3 separate regions of the Zea mays genome follow, and all the other regions are linked to region 2. Evidence: chromatin contacts called from public Hi-C data. All regions are on one chromosome and are shown on one strand. The core of a region is the stretch at or near the end of the contact, and the rest is flanking DNA. Distances in the headings are between cores, read along the strand shown. Region 1 holds the start of LOC778429 (low affinity nitrate transporter). Region 2 holds the start of LOC103637791. Region 3 holds the start of LOC100191452.

Evidence for each region. Hi-C and Micro-C count contacts between places; a contact is called where the count stands out from the background.
Region 1: a contact with region 2 is called in a Hi-C map of leaf, with 7 times the contacts expected there. The contact joins the promoter of LOC778429 here to the promoter of LOC103637791 in region 2. A contact is called at or near these places in 2 of 25 Hi-C or Micro-C datasets (ear and leaf).
Region 3: a contact with region 2 is called in a Hi-C map of bundle sheath, with 4 times the contacts expected there. The contact joins the promoter of LOC100191452 here to the promoter of LOC103637791 in region 2. A contact is called at or near these places in 3 of 25 Hi-C or Micro-C datasets (bundle sheath, ear and tassel).

What each region holds. Positions count from the first base shown.
Region 1 is chr1:114,277,481-114,280,180 of Zm-B73-REFERENCE-NAM-5.0, reverse strand. It overlaps LOC778429 (low affinity nitrate transporter), which reads left to right and starts at 1,377. Exons shown (of 3, transcript NM_001112455.2): 1 at 1,377-1,629; 2 at 1,781-2,646. The coding sequence starts at 1,570.
Region 2 is chr1:113,965,246-113,968,070 of Zm-B73-REFERENCE-NAM-5.0, reverse strand. LOC103637791 reads right to left here and starts at 1,333. Exons shown (of 7, transcript XM_035964075.1): 1 at 1,050-1,333.
Region 3 is chr1:114,358,396-114,361,095 of Zm-B73-REFERENCE-NAM-5.0, reverse strand. LOC100191452 reads left to right here and starts at 1,322. Exons shown (of 6, transcript NM_001136885.1): 1 at 1,322-1,454. LOC100381897 (a long non-coding RNA gene) reads right to left here and starts at 2,289. Exons shown (of 2, transcript NR_135510.1): 1 at 2,041-2,289; 2 at 931-1,829.

The DNA of each region.
Region 1 (2,700 bases), core at 128-2,627, 310 kb before region 2:
CTTTTTATTTTTTCTCATTTTTTTTTATCTTGGATGGGTTTAGAAGAACTTGTAACTCGTAGGTTAGAGGACAAGATGGTAGAGACGACAACACGCGGAGGAGACCGCACTGATACCGCCGGACAAAAGGAAAGGAGGAGGTGGTCATAGACAACTCTTTTGCCGTCTTGGTACACTAATCAATCAATCATATTTCCGGTGACTGGTGCGACGTCCTATCTGTGCAGTTGTAGTGATAACTGACACTGCAATCTTCGTTGGCGAATCTCTGTAGATCAAGTGCGGGGTCATCTCGTTTGATGCTTTTGGACGCTACTTCTCTCCCATTTATTTTCTCCTGAGCACGTTTACGTTGGGCGATTTATTCTAATCTGTTCTAGTATCTAAAAAATGGCCAAAAGAAAGAAGAAAAAAACTTGATTGTTGCTCTTGGTTTCATCAAAATGTGATGTTAGTACTCAATCCTTGAATAACAAATTGATTCATGGAGTTATCTTATATAAAACTTTTATGTATTTTCCAGAATTTATATGAAAAGACATATGCGTTTACGACACAACTGGAGATTTATGGAGTTTATGCAATGGTACTATTTTGGTTTTATAAGTGTTAGCCCTCATTTAAATCAAAAAAGTAACCTCCCTAGCTTGGACAGGTACCTCTATTTTCCGCGCCAATTTGATAACAAAAGGTCAGCATATGTACCAACAAATTGTTTGTCTTTATAGTCATACAAAATTGTACTAAATAGCTGTAAGCGTTTATAATACTTCAAAATAGTATTTGTTTTAGCTCTTAATTTTTATATTTATATTGAACTAGATGATGATGATGATAAATATAGACATGTATATAGCTCTTAATTTATATATTCATATTCAACTAGAGATTTTAACGGAAAAATAGCATCCAACAGCCTTTTTAATTGGATATGCAAACATAAACACCCTCTATTTCGGATATCTCGCTAGCCAAATATGAAGAACGAGGATAGCTCTCTAGACTACACGCAATATATAGAAAAACTGTTGAAGGATACAAAGATATAAAAAGCCATCTTTACTAAAATGGCTCTTGATTTAGGGAATATATTTTAGAAAGGTTTTTAGAGATACACTGAGTATTGTATAAATCTAATAAAGAACAATTTTTATTTTAGTACAGAGGTAGTACAAGTTATACGAATTTTATTTTAGTGTAGAGTTAGTATAAGTTATCAGTTGAGTCAGTGCTGCGATGGGACTGAAAGCTCCGCTTCAACAGGTAGGGGCGTAGGGTATCCGGCTACCGCTCGTCCTCGTGCACGCGGCTGTTAAACACAGTGACCCCCTCGTTAGCTCTCCGTCCATCCCCTCTTCCATCAGGATCAGGTCTCTCCCTCTCCGACTCTATCTCTCCCTGCCAATACTCATCTACAAAAAGAGAGATTATATCCATCCTCTTTGTGCACTGATTTAATTATGATCCTTCTTTTCGTTTGTTCTTATGCCATTGTTTGGCCACCAGCGGTGGGGTATCGATCTGCTCTAGTTGGACGGCGGCATCCCTGATTCTACCCTGATCGATCCCATGGATGCCCAAGACGGCGATGAGAGACCGCTGATCATCCATCGCCTGCCACTACTCCAGGTGATCCATCTCCTTTGCCACATAGCAAGTGCGACATAGTTCCTGTCAAGATACTTGTTGTTGTTCCTGTTCCTCTAGCTATAGCTATCAATCCTACGCGAAGCCAGGATGTAGAATATAATTTTTGCATAACAGACCTCTTTCCGTTCAGGATGAAAGTACTTCCGAATTCACTAGCGACGGGACGGTTGATCTTCGCAATCAGCCTGCTCGGAAGCAGAGAACTGGGAAGTGGAAAGCATGCTTCTTCATCTTAGGTGCCGAGTTTGCTGAATGTGTGGCCTTCTTCGCGATCTCGAAGAACCTGGTGACGTACCTCACGGGCGTTCTGCACGAGAGCAACGTGGACGCCGCGACGACTGTGTCCACCTGGATCGGGACCTCGTTCTTCACGCCGCTCGTCGGCGCGTTCTTGGCCGACACATTCTGGGGGCGATACTGGACGATACTGGCCTTCCTCTCCGTGTACGTCACGGGGATGACGGTCCTGACTGCTTCAGCTCTTCTCCCGCTGCTCATGGGCGCGTCCTACAGCCGTAGCGCCCACCGCCTCTTCGCGTACCTGGGCCTCTACCTCGCCGCTCTCGGCACCGGCGGAATCAAGCCGTGCGTCTGCGCGCTCGGTGCCGACCAGTTCGACGCGTCTGACCCCGTGGAGCGGCGGGCCAAGGGCTCCTTCTTCAACTGGTACTACTTCTCCATCAACATCGGCTCCCTGCTGTCCGCGACGGTGGTCGTCTGGGTGCAGGACAACGTTGGGTGGGGAGTCGGGTTCGCGATCCCGACCCTGCTCATGCTGTCGGGACTCGTGCTGTTCGTCGCCGGTAGGAAGGTTTACAGGTACCAGAGAGTGGGAGGGAGCCCTCTGACAAGAGCCTCGCAGGTGGTGGTTGCTGCTGTCAGGAACTACCGTTTGGTGCTGCCTGAGCCTGACGACAGCTCGGCCCTGCTGCATCAGGCGCCTCCCGGAACGACGGAAGGAAATGATTCCACGATGCAGCATACGAGTCAATTCAGGTATTCGTACATCATCCAATCCAATTCCAAATACGTCAGGATACCCCCTCCAAA
Region 2 (2,825 bases), core at 84-2,583:
CTGAGTTGTTCAGCTGTCAGTATAACTATAATAAACATAAGAAATGTAAAGGAAATTTACTTTCAACAAAAATTCTCATGTGTAATTCATGACGAAGTGAAAATTCACTATGTCAAGGGTGCCTATTTTTTTAAGTATTTTAAAGGTCATTAGCAACATACAACATCTCCCATTAGAGAACCTGGGACTCAAGTTTTTTGTTGGTAAAGGCATAGAACAGGAAACACACAATTACTAGGTAAATAGGGCACATGATGGAGATGATAGTTCATGTTCATTTGTCTGACGAAGGCACCACTGCAAAAGCTATATAGCCCAGCAGCAATGAAGCAGTATGTCGGTTCAGGTTTTAACAAAATCTGCTTAACGTTGGCAAAGATTGTTGCAAAACCAAAAGAAAAAGAACAGTCACACAATACATGGATTTCAACCCGGACGGATTCATACTAGCATTGTTCATGAACCTCTGAAATTTCACTAAAACTTTATCATGGACTGTTGCTCTTGTAGCTCTAAAAATTGCCAAGGAATTCCGAGCAAACGAACACTGAATTGATGACTGAACTGACATATTCACAAGAAAAAAAATGTCTGAAGGCTGGAACTCCACTAAGCTCCAGCAGGAGAAGGACTGAAATGATAATATAACTAGTATAAAAGCAAAGTAACTCAGGATGGAAATTTGGAGAGAAAAAAGGGGAAATAGAGAAAAGGGGGCATTTTGCTCAAGAATCCCCTAGAATGGGGACAAATCGCAACATGACTGCGAACAGAGCAGGGACGGGAAACACAAAATAATCTGCTAGGCAGTAGGCACGGCGAAAAGGAGTAAATTTCAGAGGATGCTACGCGAATACGCAAGCCCACTCGAGGATCCAAATAGAAATTACTTTATACCAACTGAACAAAAAAAAAGGACGGCTCTTTGTCATCGGAAAAGGAGGATTGGGAATCAACACCCATGGGTGGGGGGGAACAAGGGGCCGGATGCAAGAGCTCAGTTCAGTCGAAGCCCCCGGAAATCTGGTTGCGCAAAAGGATTTACTTACCCACGAGAGAGCACGAGGAGGAATCAGCTCAGGCTTCCCCGAGAGTAGAGAGAAGCGAGTAGTTGCCTCCGGACGGAAGGAGGCGGGCGCGCACCGCGGCGGCCGGGAAGGGAGGGGAAGAAGGGAAGGAGGAGGGGAAGACGAAGCGGGGTTGATTTGTTAGGGCTGCGGATGCCAGGGGTATTCTTGATATTTCCCCACCGCGGAAAATCTTCCCTGGTGCTTTCCACAATTTTGCCACTACCTTTCATTTTAGCCGGAACAGACACCACGTGCTAGCGATGTCGTCCTCTGAATCGCCTGATCGGACGAGTGAAAATATGTTTAGATCCGTTTGGATTGAAGGAATTCTAAAGAAAAAATATAGAAATCAAAAAAGGTGAACCAAAAAACGCAAATTCATCCCGTCCCCTCTAGAATAAAATACTGTAGCAAGATGCCGGTGTCACGTGAACCAGAAAATCTACTTAATCCCATGGCCATGAAGAAATTGTGTAGGTATTGTTCATTTTTCACATGAGAAATATAGGAACAGGCAAATTTCTCCTGTTCCAGGGGCAGCGAGCGAATGCGAGAAAGGAATCTACGTTGTACCAAGAAAGAAGTGTCGCTTCTTCTCCCATATCAGCAGTTTTCGTCCGACGTCGCGACTCTACACACGTTTGCACGTCTTCTCCCCCAACGTCGCACAAAAAAACCAATAAGGCCTCGTTCGGCAGCCAGGTTTTAGTTCCAGGTCAGGAACAGTTTCAGGCCAGGTTTTAGTTGATCCGAGTCTTTCACTTGTTCCGGGTCTTTCACTTGATCAACCCAGGTTTCAGCTGAAATAATTCTCTGTCGCTCCGTTCGGCAGCTTGGGATCGGAGCTAAACTGACATACTGTGATAACTGGGATCGACACCGCGCCGCCCGCCGCGTGCACGGCCCCGGCCCCGCACCGCACGCGCACCGCCTCCGCCTCGACCGCCAGTCGCTCCGTCACCGCGGGCACGACCGGGTACGACACCACGCCGCCGTGCTGCACGTAGCCCGACACCACCTTCACGAACTCCTTGCAGGCCGACATTGCGTACGTACGTCGTAGCGGCCATGGACCCGTACAAGGTACGCTGTGCTTGTTTGCTGTCTCAATTCGTGTTTCGTCCTTGATGGATCGGACAACTGTTCATATATGCATGCATGCTTGTGCAGCACCGCCCGTCGAGCGCCTTCAACGCCCCGTACTGGACCACCAACTCCAGCGCCCCCTGTGTGGAACAACGACAGCTCCCTCACCGTCGGCGCACGAGGTAATTAACCGCCGTCGCCGCCTGTTACCGTAACAGCAGCTAGCAGAGACATAGCTGAACTGAACTGAACTGAACTGCATATATGACCAACCCAACCAAGGTCCCATCCGCCTCGGCCGCCAGTCGCTCTGTCACCGCGGGCACGATCGGGTACGACACCACGCCGCCGTGCTGCACGTAGCCTGGCGAGACGGCCAGGAGAGCCGGCGTGGCCACGATGGTGATTGACGCGGCGGCCGAGCTTAGGCGGCGGCGGCCGCGGGGAAGGGTTGTGTCGTTGCGTCGGGGAGACGAGGCCAGCCGCTGCGTCGGCGAAGGGTCGCGAGAAGGTGCCGGGGAGGCTCGCCGTCGGGGCTGCGCGGCGTCGGCCCGTCGTCACCTCGCGCCGCCACACAGTGACCTCGCGCCGTCCTCATGCGTCGCTAGCGTCTCGCCGTCGCTTTGGCCAGGAATCGATCCGGAGGAGACGAGGTCAGGGTTTGTGCCG
Region 3 (2,700 bases), core at 73-2,572, 390 kb before region 2:
TAATGCAACTGCTAAGTCTCGTTAACTTTATTTTACTTAGTATTTCCTATTTATTTATGACCCAAAATAGTGATTTTCTTGGGGTGCGACAGTATCGGATGTGAAATACACCTAAATATTGAGGGTGTATTTGGTTCTGCTTTTCAAACCTGCTTCTGATTTGAAAGCTGAACCAAAGTGGTCTAGTTTTTTCTGCAACTACTTTGAAAAAGCAGCTTTTCTATAATACAAATTTAAAAGAAGCTTGTACCCTGCTTTTTGCTGCTTATCCGTTATATTAATAAACAGACACACTAAATTGAAACTAAAATAAGATTTAAAAAATTAAGTGTTATGATGAATGAAATAAAAATATTTTTAATTAAAAAAATATTATAAATGGAACTAAAAATTGATTTATTTGTAAAAATAACGGGAACATAAATGCGAAATCGGTTTTTAAATTTGATATATTGATTATAATATATAGTTAAATAGAGGCATATAAACAATATATAGTTTGTTTACAGTAGACAACTCATAACCATTTAAACTAAACAACTTTCTGTTTTTTCACAGCAGGCAGCTCAAAGTAGCTTTTACACAGCTCGTAGCTAAAAAACGGACCCTAATAGTGATAGGGCTTGCCGTTACTTATACGTTCATGTTCACCTACCGGCGACACGTGAAAGCCGATTAGATTAATATTTAATAATAAACCGTTGGCCAAGAAACTAGCGAGTTAGATTATAATAACAATCTGGCGTCGTCGGCTCAGTTTTAGACGAGCTCCAACAATGATCTATAAAGAGTCCTATATTCTAAATTTAGAGGATGAGATCGTCCTCTACTTCCTCAAGCAGCGTTATCTAAATGATCCTCTAAATTTAGAGAACGCTACTGAACACTTTCTATATATAAAGTTTCTCTAAACAGTTGTTTTTGCATTTGAATACTTTAAACAACTGGTTTAACAAAACTAAAATATGTATAATACATTTGAGAATATGACAAATACGTATGTAAAAAAATGTCTCTAATATAAGTATTTGCTTATAGAGTATGTGATTTATGACGTTGTTGGAGAGAAAGGAGATATAGAGGATGAAAAATCTTTTATAGAAGAATGTAAAGTAGGGATAAACATAGAAAACGTTGTTGGAGACCGTCCTAGTCCGTGGGGATTGTTTCTGTAGAGAATAGTAGTGCACTGTAACTGATTCAGCGCAGGACGATCCGTGAAGCAATAACTTCAGCCCTGGGCCCGCCCCGGCAAGGCCGCTGGGTATGTCCCTTGGTCCTCTCTCTGACATCTCTTGTCTCCTCTTCATTGCAAATGTTTCTCTTCCTCTCTCCCACCTCTCCTCTCCTCTCCATTGCAAACCTTCGGGATGAAGGTTGAGAGCCTGCTCTGAAACGACGTACGTAAAGGGAGCAAGGAACCGGAGAGCGTGCGGCGGGCTTCTGGATTTTAGGTACGTGCTTCCGCAGATGGGTCGACTTCCCCCTCCCGCCTTTTCGCATAACGGAAACCGTGTTTCTTTGCTGAATTGATCATGGCTCATGGGTCAAGCCGTCAAGGTGAAGCAAAGCAACCACCACATGTCCACATCCCCCCCACGCAGTAGCGTACTATATACTTCGCTAAGACTTCCGAATCGGGTGTTTTTATGTTTGGACAACTTTAGCCACCTTATCTACATCTACACATTCTATTTGTTTCGAACTTCACTAAACCACTGGCTGGGTTGAGATCTTGAAACGGCACCTGACACATAGATCCAAACAGAAGCTCAAGTTTTCCTGATAAACAGTGCAGACCTCTCCTCAGGACCGAGCAAATATGAAACCTGAAAAACAGAAGGGATACTCGGTTGTGGTAACACAAGAAAAAATAAACAAGGAGGACAGTAAAGGCCTGAATCTGTCAAAAACTGAACAATACAATTTTAAAAAATATATAGGCACAGTTTCCGTGCATGTTGATTATCAAGGATTGCGTACGTGTTGACTGATTATCAAAGAATCACGGCTTCTGAAGTAGCGAAAGGAGAAACGCACCAGAGCCACCGGGATCTTCTACGCCTGCCGTCGAAAGAGGCCCTCGCAGAGTTCCTTCTGGATCTTGGAGCAGAGGATGAGTGCAGGTGGGCCTAAACGGTGGTGACGAAGCCCAGGTGAGCCTTCTGGATCTTGAAGAACCACGGAGGAGTAACACGTGCCGGATGCGCAGCCTACAAGCAGCGGCAGCCAGGGTCGAGCAAGCTGGAGATGCCTCCACCGCCGCGCCGCCAGGGGAGAGATATTTTGGATACCTGGGTTTTTGTACCCAAACGAATCCGATGCGGTTGGGTCATGTGCAATGGATATCCGCGTCTAGACTACATACCGTACCAACTCCGTAAAGGACGTCCATTTAGAAGCCATGACATGTTTGACATGGGTCTAGAGCGAAATTCAAAGAGGAGTTGATCCAAAACACCCTAGCTTCTGAGTTATAAACTCAATGAAGTTCTTGGAACTGCACTATAAATTTTTGGAGTAACTCTTTTGCTACTCGAAAAACTCCAAAAAACAACATAAACATTAAGTTTAAAGTTATCTATCTGACTATCACTGGTTATGAGAAAGTAATCTAAACTCTGGAGCAGACCTGCTCTATCCAGAATTTTGGACTACAACTGCTTTAGAGTGGAGCAGAGCTATGCTAAACACGTCCTT